2 separate regions of the Triticum aestivum genome follow, and region 2 is linked to region 1. A link is a contact called in public Hi-C data. All regions are on one chromosome and are shown on one strand. Each heading gives the region's core, a stretch centred on a gene start, on an enhancer-like site or on the middle of the called end of the contact. The rest is flanking DNA. Distances are from core to core; before and after follow the strand shown.

What was found. A called contact is a pair of places that touch in the nucleus more often than the background predicts.
Region 2: a contact with region 1 is called in a Hi-C map of leaf, with 3 times the contacts expected there. The contact joins the promoter of LOC123045389 here to the promoter of LOC123045388 in region 1. A contact is called at or near these places in 2 of 5 Hi-C or Micro-C datasets (both in leaf).

Annotation. Positions count from the first base shown.
Region 1 is chr2B:451,081,179-451,086,920 of IWGSC CS RefSeq v2.1, forward strand. It overlaps LOC123045388 (tyrosine-protein phosphatase RLPH2), which reads right to left and starts at 3,453. Exons shown (of 4, transcript XM_044468420.1): 1 at 2,751-3,453. The coding sequence starts at 3,258.
Region 2 is chr2B:451,294,288-451,300,029 of IWGSC CS RefSeq v2.1, forward strand. It overlaps LOC123045389 (neutral/alkaline invertase 3, chloroplastic), which reads left to right and starts at 2,961. Exons shown (of 6, transcript XM_044468422.1): 1 at 2,961-3,598; 2 at 3,868-4,036; 3 at 4,133-4,344; 4 at 4,779-5,272; 5 at 5,356-5,404; 6 at 5,543-5,742. The coding sequence starts at 3,086. LOC123045390 (histone deacetylase 9) reads left to right here. Exons shown (of 14, transcript XM_044468428.1): 7 at 551-643; 8 at 730-838; 9 at 1,061-1,110; 10 at 1,183-1,273; 11 at 1,519-1,589; 12 at 1,770-1,868; 13 at 2,057-2,123; 14 at 2,371-2,729. The coding sequence ends at 2,456.

The sequences.
Region 1 (5,742 bases), core at 2,203-4,702:
CAGCGAATTACGAGGGAATTTATGTTGCCTGATCATATTTGTTCCTATTGTTTGGAGATGTTATGTTTTATTGTTTAATTTTACACAATCAACAAGAATTTCAAGGGAACACTTCATTTTGATAATTATTTTTTATTATTGGACATTTTAAGCTATTTAGTTGGTTACTTTTGTGTATATTATTGCATAGTATCCATCATTTATGGCGTACATGTGGACCCCGGGAAGTTTTTGGTCTAGGTCCGCCCCTGCTTGTTCTGCTCCTTAAACTTGGTAATTTGATCAAACACATTTTTCCTTTCGAACTCATGAGACTTTTCTGCACCACACTGACGCTAGACTGTCTCTAAGCTTCCTTAGGCTGGTCATAGTGGGAAGTAACTTAGACTAGTAACATGCATATGTTACTATTCTATGTTAGGACCTCCATAATGGGTAGTAATATATGTGTGGTACTCCCTCCGTCCGAAAATACTTGTCGCATAAATGGATGAAAATGGATGTATCTAGAATTAAAATACATCTAGATTTCATTGACAAGTATTTCCGGACGGAGGGAGTATCATGCAAGATTTCATTTATTCAGATGAAGACTCATTTTGCCTCGGGGTGCAGTATGTTACTAGCTAAGTTTCTCCCACTATGGCCAGCCTTAGTGTGTGTATACTTTGCTTTCGCGTACACCCAAAGATCCAATGAGAGATCTCCAGGCTTCGGTACTTTAGAGAAGTGGCCTAGTTTCTTCATGGAGTAAGGTTAGCAATTTAGGGTGAGCATATAAACGGATGACCGAAGCACCTGCACGAACTAACCGGGACCGAATCCGAATACACCGAAATCCTATTTATTTGATCAGATTTTCAGTCATCAACGCTGCAACCGTAGTTAGTTTGGTTAGTTCGGGTGTTCACCTCGAGTACCTGATACACCGAAGTACCGAAGAGACACCAACAAAGAGGCCCAACTCCAGATAGAACTTCGGGGTCCATGGCCCAATAGCTCCGCTGCTTGACACCAAATGCGATGAAACCCTCCTCCAGAACATGCACGCACCCTAGCAGACATTCTCATCCCTGCCCTGTCTCTAGCCGCCCCTTCTCTGCTCCTGTCCCCCTGAGACATCCAGATCACATGCATAGGCATGTCTAGAACTCGATTTCTATGCCAAACTCCTACGTCGACAAGTTGAGTTGGCTTACGCATGAGCCCTAGTTGCGGTGCGCCATGTTCCCTCTGTCATGCGGAATCGCGCAGCTCCGCTTTTCACATAGCTCGTTGTCCTTTTGAAGGTCAGATGGTTCAGTCCTTCCTGGTCCTAGTCCAATAATGGGCTTGGGCATGCGCCACCTTTGTTTTTCATGGGAGATGTGTTGTGTTTGGTCACTTGAAGCTCAGATTTTATGCATCAATTGCGTTTTACAGAATATCAGTCTTGATCTGTGTTAACCGAGCACCAAAATGATGTTTTAGTGGACCAAAGTCTCGGTTAACGTTTTTTGAAGAAACCGATCGGTTAGCATATTCTGAAAACCGAATTTCTCCACACCCAAAGCACCAAACCAATCGGTTCGTGGGAACCGAATGCCCGGCCTGATTAGCAATAATGCATCCGGCGATAAACTTGTCTGAGTCGCCCACACCTAAAGAGCTCAAATTCCTTAGCGATCGCTTGTATCTCGTGAGTTTGTTCTAGCACGGGACTGTTGTCAACCATCCTTAAGTCATGGAACTGCTCCGTATCATACAGTTGATTGCCTAGATCAGTTGCGCCGAACTTAGCTTCGAGTGCATTCCACGGTTCCTTGGCATTACGCATATTCAAATACGTGTATACCAACTTGTCTCCGGCCACGCCAATGACGGCACCCACAAAGTGTGGCGGCATCCTTGAACACTTCCTCCCATTCAGAAATAAGCATTCTTTCAGGTGTGCTAGCCAATACCCACTAACATTCATAGTCGTGAACTACAAGATTGTTTTCATTTGCCAACTCTTAAAAGCACACCCGTAAACATGTTCAGTTTCAGAACAGTAGCAGGCCTTAAATCAAAATTTGAGTAAACAAATAAAGCTTGGGGATTGTTGGAAATAATTAGCATTTTCCAAATTAATTTAATGTAGGCTAATATCACGATGATAGTGCTATAAATATTAATCACATATTGTAAACCACTAATTTGATTTAAGTGAACATAACTCAATACCTATACGATATTGATTGTGTACTCTTGTATTGCCAAAAACAGGGTGATTGTTAATCTAAATAAAGTAGGCATTGCAATGTTTCCACGGAAAAAATAATGATCATAGTTCATAAGTATGTAAATAACCGCAATGTCAGGAATGTGCGCTATGCAGACTTTCTAGAGACGAAACAGGTGGTTGTCAGTACTGTGAAGTGTGAAGTGGTCTCTATGCTCCAGCACTGTCCACTGCAATGTTGTAAGAATGAAAACTGGCCCTTCATACTGGAAGGTGTTCTGTGTTACTGCTTCACAGTCGATGAGACACTATTCCGTAATTAAAATATTGAGAAAGTGGGATATGTAAGGGTTTAACAACGGCTCACATCATTTGGGCTCTGTTAATGACTTTGACTTTAATGTCCATATCTCTAGTTTATTATATGATCGTTTCTTCGGCAGTGGCAATTCACATCATAAGCAATTGAAGTATGAATACTAGTATTCTTTGGATCAGCATGGAAGCACATGTAACCACATTGATAGGGGGGAATTCCTAGACTGACCTGGTGATCCATGGGCGACGCCGTAGGACTCGAAGGTGGGCTGAGCATCGTAGATAGAGCCCTTGTACGGGAGGCCCTTCTTGGGGTTCCACCTCTCCTTGATGACGCCGCCCCATCTCCTCCCTTGCACGTGCATGTCCTCGTGGCCCGGCCCGCGGAACCATCCCTCGTGGGCCTCGTTGTCGATGTATTGGGCCCAGGTGGCGGCGAAAGGGGAGCCGTCGGGGGGCGGCGGCAGCGCTCCGACGAAGGCGGCGAAGGCGAGGTCGTGGTTGCCGCAGAGGAAGACGTGGCGCTGAGCCGGGTGGCGGGCCGGGAGCGCGAGGAGGAAGTCGAGGACGCGGCGGGTGTGCGGGCCGCGGTCGTTGTAGTCCCCGAGGAAGATGACGAGCGCGGTGGCGAAGGCGTCGGCGGGGAGCGCGGACCGGAGGTTCGCCCAGAGGCTCTCCAGCTTGGAAATGTACCCGTGGACGTCACCCACGCAGATCACCGCGCGGGGAGGAGCCATCCCGCCGGCGTCGTTTCCCCGTGCGCCCGAGGACAAGGAGGATGGGAGGAGAAGCGGCAAGGGCAGCAGAGAACCACATATGCGGAGGAGATCGGTCGAAATCGACCTGTTTGTCAGCAATCGCTTGCAATTTTGTTGCCTTGCGAAGGCTGTGGATGTGATCTTGCCGATATTTCCTTGGAGCCTAATCCCGGGAGCGGAAGAAGTAATTACCATCTGTAAACGGCGCCCAGGCCGGTGTTTGCACGTGCAGCTGCTTTGCTGGTTCGACCCGACCGGATCGATCGATAGATTAGGAGGGTACGCAAAGTGCATCCAAAAAAATGTTGACCGAAGAAACAACTTTTTACCCAAAAGATGAATCTTTTAACACGACATAAACGCATGTGAAAACTGAGGTTAAGCGTAGGCGTAATGCAAGGACGCATGTGTTTCCATATAGGGCTGAAAGTTATATCTTCCCTAATAATAAAGGAAAACGTTTCGCGTCTACACGCCGGCCGAAGCTTCAGCCGGCCGAGCGCGCGTCATAGGGTTAGCACTAAGGGCATGTACAACGCTCTAGTGTGGACCGATGCCCTAGCCGCCACATCGTCATGCTTGATGCCACCTCCTTCAAACCTATCGCCTACAGAGCAAAACGGGATCCTGCAGAAGAACTCGCCTCTTCCCTAACAAAGCGACGAGGTTGCCGCTGGGCCGACGCGGTGTGGGATCCGTCGCTTCGCTCGGTACGTCACCACACTCGCCCAACAAAAGCCCGCGAGAGCGAGAGGAGAAGGGCGGGAACCAGGCGCATGAAGGGGGAGGAGAAGGGCGGGAACCAGACGCGGGAAGGGGAGAAGAGAAGGGCGGGAACCAGACGCGGGAAGGGGAGAAGAGAAGGGCGGGAACCAGACGCGGGAAGGGGAGAAGGGAAGGCGTGAATCAGGGGAAGGGGCGAAGTAGATTAGAAGGCCGCGCTCCCTCGTCCTCAGCCCGTCGTCGACGCCGTCTTGCCTGATCTGAGGCGCGAACTAGAGGAGAAGCCGGAGCACCCTCATCCTCAGCCCGCCGTCGGCGTCGTCCTGCTCGATCTGATCTGGGTTTGTTCTCCCTGTAAGGTATGAGATTACTTCTTCCCCCATCTCTTACTGTTCTCATGGCCAGATGATTTTTGGTTCAATAAACTAGGCTAGGGTTTGCTGATTCTGGAGATTTGTGGTGATACGATCAGTAGCTATGTTCCAAGAACGGTATTGATTTCCCTATGCTGCGATTCAGGCTCAATCTATGTGGATCAGGTTGTAATGCTCCCATGTCTTTTCTCTTAAGCAATGTCTCTGGATGCATGTTCAGCAATTTGCTTTCTTCTATTATTTGAGGAATGTGCGGAGCTTCATTGTTCACTCTAGTTTTTCTTCAAGTAAATCATGCGTAGGCAGTGGCGAACCTTGGAACAAAACCGAGGGCGGGCGCAAAGCTAGCGGCATGAAAAAAATGCCACTAACTCTCAATTCTTTTGCTCAAAGAAGGTTAAAAATTGCCAGAATACTACTGAGAACATGTACTATGTACTAGTAGAATTGTTTCATACTTTTTGAAATGTGAAATTTGAACCAAAAATAGCTTTTGTCTAGCAAAATAGCCAATATCTCAAAATCTTGTAGCACAAATTAGCTCAGAATCTTAAATAAACCGCTAGCTATATTGATTCTCTTCTCTAGTACTTGAACAGATTTTGAACCAAAAATAGCTTCTGTTTAGCAAAGCCAATATCTCAAAATCTTGTAGCCCAAATTAGCTCAGAATCTTAAATAAACCGCTAGCTATATTGATTCTCTTCTCTAGTACTTGAACAGTTTAACCAACCACTGTTAAAGCTAGCTACCATTAGTCCATTACTAAATCGTAGACCATATAAACAGAGCGCATATTGTATGACTACAGTACAAAAGGGCTATCGACTGGCTGGGCTGGCTTTGAAACTAGTACTAAAAAAATTGTTTGCATCGCTGGAGAGCAGGCTCAAGCATGTTAAAGCCTGCCCGGAAGATTCGTCACTGCCTACATGCTACAGGGTTTGCTCTGTTAGTCCATCTATTGAGAGATAACTAGCACATGCTGACACCTCTTTATGAAGAACATATATCAGATATATCTTGATTTGTTTGCCATTCCCCTGGATCTTTCTTTCTTTATTTGAGGAATGCATGTTACTGTTAGGATTAAGAACTTATAACATGGACCTGGTCCAGCGAGGTTACCATCTCTGAAAATAGTTCCAGTGTTTATCAAGCAGTAACTGTTGGGGAACGTAGTAATTTCAAAAAAATTCCTACGCACACGCAAGATCATGGTGATGCATAGCAACGAGAGGGGAGAGTGTCGTCCATCTACCCTCGTAGACCGTAAGCGGAAGCGTTATGACAACGCGGTTGATGTAGTCGTACGTCTTCACGATCGACCGATCGTAGTACCGAACGTACGACACCTCCGCGATCT
Region 2 (5,742 bases), core at 1,711-4,210, 210 kb after region 1:
TTGGGAATAGTGGAGGTTTATGATCTATATTTGATAAGCGGTAGTGCCAAAAAGGATGTTCTTCATTCTGATGCATGTATTATCATCTGAGCTTAGAAGAATAGAAGCTGTCAACTGACCAACACAACTCTTGCGGTCATGCTTGAACCATCACTTCAAGATTCACTTTATCGTTTTTGTAATGGGTCTTTACTTTTGCCATAATGCTATTTTTGCACATATTTTATGCGTGCATCTGTATGAGTGGAAGGGTTTCTTTACGCAATTGTCTTTGATTTTAGTTGCGAGTTCTCCAATCAAAATTACCCCATCACTAGAGTTTGTAACTCACATAGAGGAAGGGCAAGGTTCGATATGAGCAGAAATGTGCGCTTTTCTGTTTATTAACATGTTGAAAAAAATGGCGCTTACAGAGCTTGCATCTTGCTTTGTTTTTAAATAGTTCAATATCGCGTGCTGTTAAGTAATGATGATGAGAGCTTTAAAAAATTTAGCTTCATTTTAGAAGGATGTGCTCTTCATATCGATTTACCTGGCTGTCATTTTGAAGGATATGGGAGACAGGGAAGGAAAATATTATGCAATCAACATCCCACTTAAAGATGGCATAGATGACATCAGTTTTACTCGGCTTTTTAAAACGGTAAAAGTCAATGTGCATTACTTTATGTTTATTCATGTTCTTGTTCGCTACTCTTATTGAGGTATGTAATGTTGCTTATCATGTAGATTATTGCCAAAGTTGTTGAGACATATCTGCCAGGTGCTATTGTTCTTCAATGTGGGGCTGATTCATTGGCGCGAGACCGCCTAGGGTGTTTCAATCTTTCAATAGAAGGTACTCTCTGAAACTTGATATTACGTGCTACTATAGATTTGGCAAAACATCCAGATGTATAAACTAACCGCGATTACCTTGTCCCCACTGTTGAAATTTTGTATTCTGAGAATTTTCTTGCGTTGATGGTATTTGGGGTCCTTTGGACTTCAGTTTCATTGAGCTAACTCACTCGGATAATCTATTATTATACTTACTAACTTGATCTGTTTCCATAAACAGGCCATGCTGAATGTGTAAAGTTTGTTAAGAAATTTAAAATCCCGCTGCTGGTAAGGGAGAAAACTATCATCGTATGATTATCTTTGCTCTTTCTAGGATATTCATGTATTTCAAACATGCAGGTGACAGGAGGTGGTGGGTACACCAAAGAGAATGTAGCACGCTGTTGGGCTGTTGAAACTGGGGTTCTTCTAGACACAGAACTCCCAAATGGTATCTCATTTGTTTGTTCTGCTCCCCTTAACCTTGTTGGTTTGAGTGTCAGTAGCTAGTAATCCTTCAATATAGCGGCATTTTTCTTGTATTCTTTTTCTTCTTTTCTTGATCTTTTAAGGTGAAAAGTGAAAATGAATCCAATACTGTCCTAATACTCTTCCCTTATAGTACTACTTTCTGTAAGCAATTCTTCCTTAGTGGTTATCCATTGTCCGGAGTTTTACATGGCATTTTCTTTGCAGAGATCCCTGACAATGAATACATTGAGTACTTCGGTCCAGATTATACATTGAAAGTGCCAAATCTGAACATGGTATGAACCTTTCTGATTGATCTTTCTAACTCTATGCCTGCCTGGTGTTGTGGATTTAACTGTTGTTTGGTGCGTCATGTTTTTATATGTTGGGTACGCTTAACTAGAATATCAACTTCTTTCTTTAGAGATGTGTAGATGTGCAAATGATATTTGTCTTCCTATTGATGAATGGACCAGGACAACTTGAATAGTAAGACGTATCTCAGTTCAATCAAAGTGCAAGTAATGGAGAGTTTGCGGGCCATACAACATGCACCTGGCGTTCAGATGCAAGAGGTTAGTTTGTATTCCCATTTGCTTGTTGGTTGTTGAAACATCCCAATTAAAACTGGGGATGGATACTATGTGAAGACTAGAATACGCCTTTGCATCTTTTGTTGTCTTTATTTTTCTTGCTTCCACCAGGATAGTGTAGTTTGTTGTTTCTGAGCAGAGACCGGATACATAATGAGTTTATTTTGCAGGTTCCACCCGATTTCTATGTCCCGGATTTTGATGAAGACGAGCTGGATCCTGATGAACGTGTTGATCGTAAGTGAAATACCTCTGGCATGTCTGACAGTGCTCATTTGGACGAGTAAAAACTTGATGATTTCTCCGTGCAAACTCGCCATTGTCCTCTCGAAGCATATGCACGCCACATAATGAGAAATTTCCCCTGAAATGAAATAAATGTTATCTATTTATTCTTAAATTGGCTGTATCCTTCTTCATTCAGCCACTTTTGAACCGTGCCATCATACTATTTCTTTACAGAAGTGTGTATTATTTCATGCAGAGCATACCCAAGACAAGCAGGTTCATCGTGACGACGAGTACTATGAAGGCGACAATGACAATGATCATGATGACGGCGGACATTGAAATCGGCATCTTGGTGATGTATGTAGGTGGAAGCTGAAAGTCTTTCCTGCAGCAGCAGCAGCTGTTCAGTTTAACATCGTGGGATGGGAAATAGTTGGCTGGTTGACATTTTAGGAGGATCTAACGCCTAGGGCTGGGAAGCATTGTGGGAGAATGTAACACTTCCTGACTTGTACAACATCGTACGATTTCGCTGTACTTAAACACTCCCTCCAATCCGAATTAATTGACGCAGTCTCATACAATGGCAAAAGGAGTACCATCTTTTCAGTACGTACTTTTTTATTTAGCCTTTGGATTATTCTTTATATGGGTGGCCTTTTAAATTTGGAAAAGCAACTGATTGATAACGTTCATAGAGGCAAAACTAGATGAGACTAGCATCGAGGCAGGGAGAGGCGTGGCGTGCATAGGGAGAGAAGCACCGAGTGGTGGCCACGCACGGGTCCCCGTCGCCCACCCCTCCGTGACGGACGGCCTCACCGACAAGCAGCCAAAACGGCGCTTCGCTTCGCCCACTGGAACGCCTTTGTTTGCATCCCCCTCGTGCCCCGCGCACAGCCAATCAATCCCGTCAGTTTCGCTTTTGCGGCTCAACACAGGTTCGATTCGACGGCTCCTCCCATCGCATGGGGATCGCACAGGCTGCCGCCCCGCTGCGCCTGCATCTCGGATGCTCCGGCGCGGCGCCCCCGCGGCTCACCTCCCTCAGGGTCGGGGTCGGATCCCATGCGAGGAAGGGCGGGAGGCGGCGGAACCCTCCCCGCGCCGCCAGCTCGCTGCATCCCAGCAGCAACCCGAGAGCGCACGACCATGACCCCGCCCTCAAGCCTCCCGCTCCCGCTCCCGCCGGCGATATCGCCGGGAGGGACTTGAACGGCGCCGCCGATCACGCGCCGCAGCAGAGGCGGCGCGCGGCGAGCGACCTGGAGGAGGAGGCGTGGGCGCTCCTCCGGGAGTCAGTGGTGAGCTACTGCGGCAGCCCCGTGGGCACCATCGCCGCCTGTGACCCCAACGACTCCAGCCCGCTCAACTACGACCAGGTCTTCATCCGGGACTTCGTGCCCTCGGGCATCGCCTTCCTGCTCAAGGGGGAGTACGACATCGTCCGCAACTTCATCCTGCACACGCTCCAGCTCCAGGTCACCCACCCTTCATACTAGTAGGAGTATTTCGGTCGGTTGGTGTCTGTCAATACAGATGCTCCTCTTACTTGTGTTGTTAATAATGGGTATATGCAATTGAATCATTGATGTATCTTGATGCTCCTCAGTTCCAATAAGATTAAGCACAACCTATATGAAATTACTAGTTGAAGGCAATAAATCAGGACACCATTCTGCTCAATGTACTGCCTATCATGTATGAAACTTGTAATAATTTGTAAAAACTGATTGTTGACCATCTATAGAGCTGGGAGAAAACCATGGACTGCCACAGTCCAGGGCAAGGCTTGATGCCAGCTAGTTTCAAGGTGCGTGTTGTTCCGCTTGAAGGTGATGAAGAAGGCGCAACTGAGGAAGTCCTCGATCCTGATTTTGGGGAGGCTGCTATAGGCCGTGTGGCACCGGTTGATTCGGGTAAAGTTTTTTAATAAACCTTTTAATTCAGGTAATGTTGACTCTGTTAATACGCGCATATAGCATAAAAAAGAGGGCCTTAATGATGGTTTTCAGGTCTATGGTGGATCATATTATTGAGGGCATATGGAAAATGTTCAGGAGACCTTTCATTTCACGAGAGAATCGATGTCCAGACTGGAATAAAATTGATCTTGAAGCTCTGCTTAGCTGATGGGTTTGACATGTTCCCCACGTTGCTAGTCACTGATGGCTCCTGCATGATGGATCGTCGAATGGGTATCCATGGACACCCACTGGAGATTCAGGTAGCACAAATGTCCGAAAGTAACAGCGCAGTGAAACATCACACACACACACACACACACACACACACACACAATAAACAGCAAAAAGCACATAACCATAGCAACACAAACATATATGACGATGGCACAGGCACTAAATAGTAAATACAGTTATGGAGTCTGGTATATTTTTACACAAGGAATGAGAGAGTTCTTACATGTCTTGAATTCTTTTTGGGTATCACTCATTTCACTGCACGGAGCACAGTTCTGGCCTGAAACACAAATATTGGCCAATCGAAGCACCTGTCTTTAAAAACATGGTTATTCAGGTCAATCTAAGATTATGGTTAATAGTGCCACGTGATCCTCCCCTGCTAGTCTGTAGATGAGTGAGGATTACTTTCTGCTATTTATGCATGATTTCTCATATATCATTTTCATTTCTTGTGCAGTCACTGTTCTATTCAGCCCTCTTGTGTGCACGTGAGATGCTTACCCCAGAAGATGGATCTGCTGACTTGATCCGTGCCCTAAATAACAGGCTTATGGCGCTCTCTTTTCATATTAGGGAATATTACTGGCTTGACAAGAGAAAGCTAAATGAGATATATCGATACAAAACAGAAGAATATTCTTATGATGCTGTCAACAAGTTTAACATATATCCTGATCAGATCCCTCCGTGGCTAGTTGAATGGATCCCTCCGGAAGGGGGTTACTTGATTGGAAACCTTCAACCAGCTCACATGGATTTCCGATTCTTTTCTCTGGGGAACTTGTGGTCTATCGTAAGCAGTTTGGCAACAACCCGCCAATCCCATGCTATTCTGGATCTAGTTGAAGCCAAATGGTCTGATCTAGTGGCAGAAATGCCATTGAAAATATGTTATCCTGCTCTCGAGGATCAAGAGTGGAAATACATTACAGGGAGCGACCCTAAAAACACGTGAGTCCTAGATTGTTGCCTACTTCTGCGAGTCTTGCAGATCGTCTGCATCTCCTCATAACATTTATTTTGTTTTGCTGCAGGCCTTGGTCATACCATAATGCAGGTTCCTGGCCAACATTGTTGTGGCAGGTTTGCAACTTAAGCATCATGTTTGAAATTTTGATGTGTACTTTGCAAACATCAAGACCTTGTTGTTTTGATTGATTACTTAGCACCATTTGCTCTTGATTGTAAATGTCAATCAGTTTCTTGTTTTACTTTTGGCAGCTCACGGTGGCATGTATCAAGATGAACCGGCCTGAGATTGCAGCCAGAGCCGTGGAGGTGGCTGAGAGGCGTATTTCCGTGGATAAATGGCCTGAATACTACGATACTAAGCGTGGGCGGTTCATCGGCAAACAAGCTCGACTATTCCAAACGTGGTCCATTGCGGGCTTCCTTGTGGCCAAGCTGCTGCTCGAAAACCC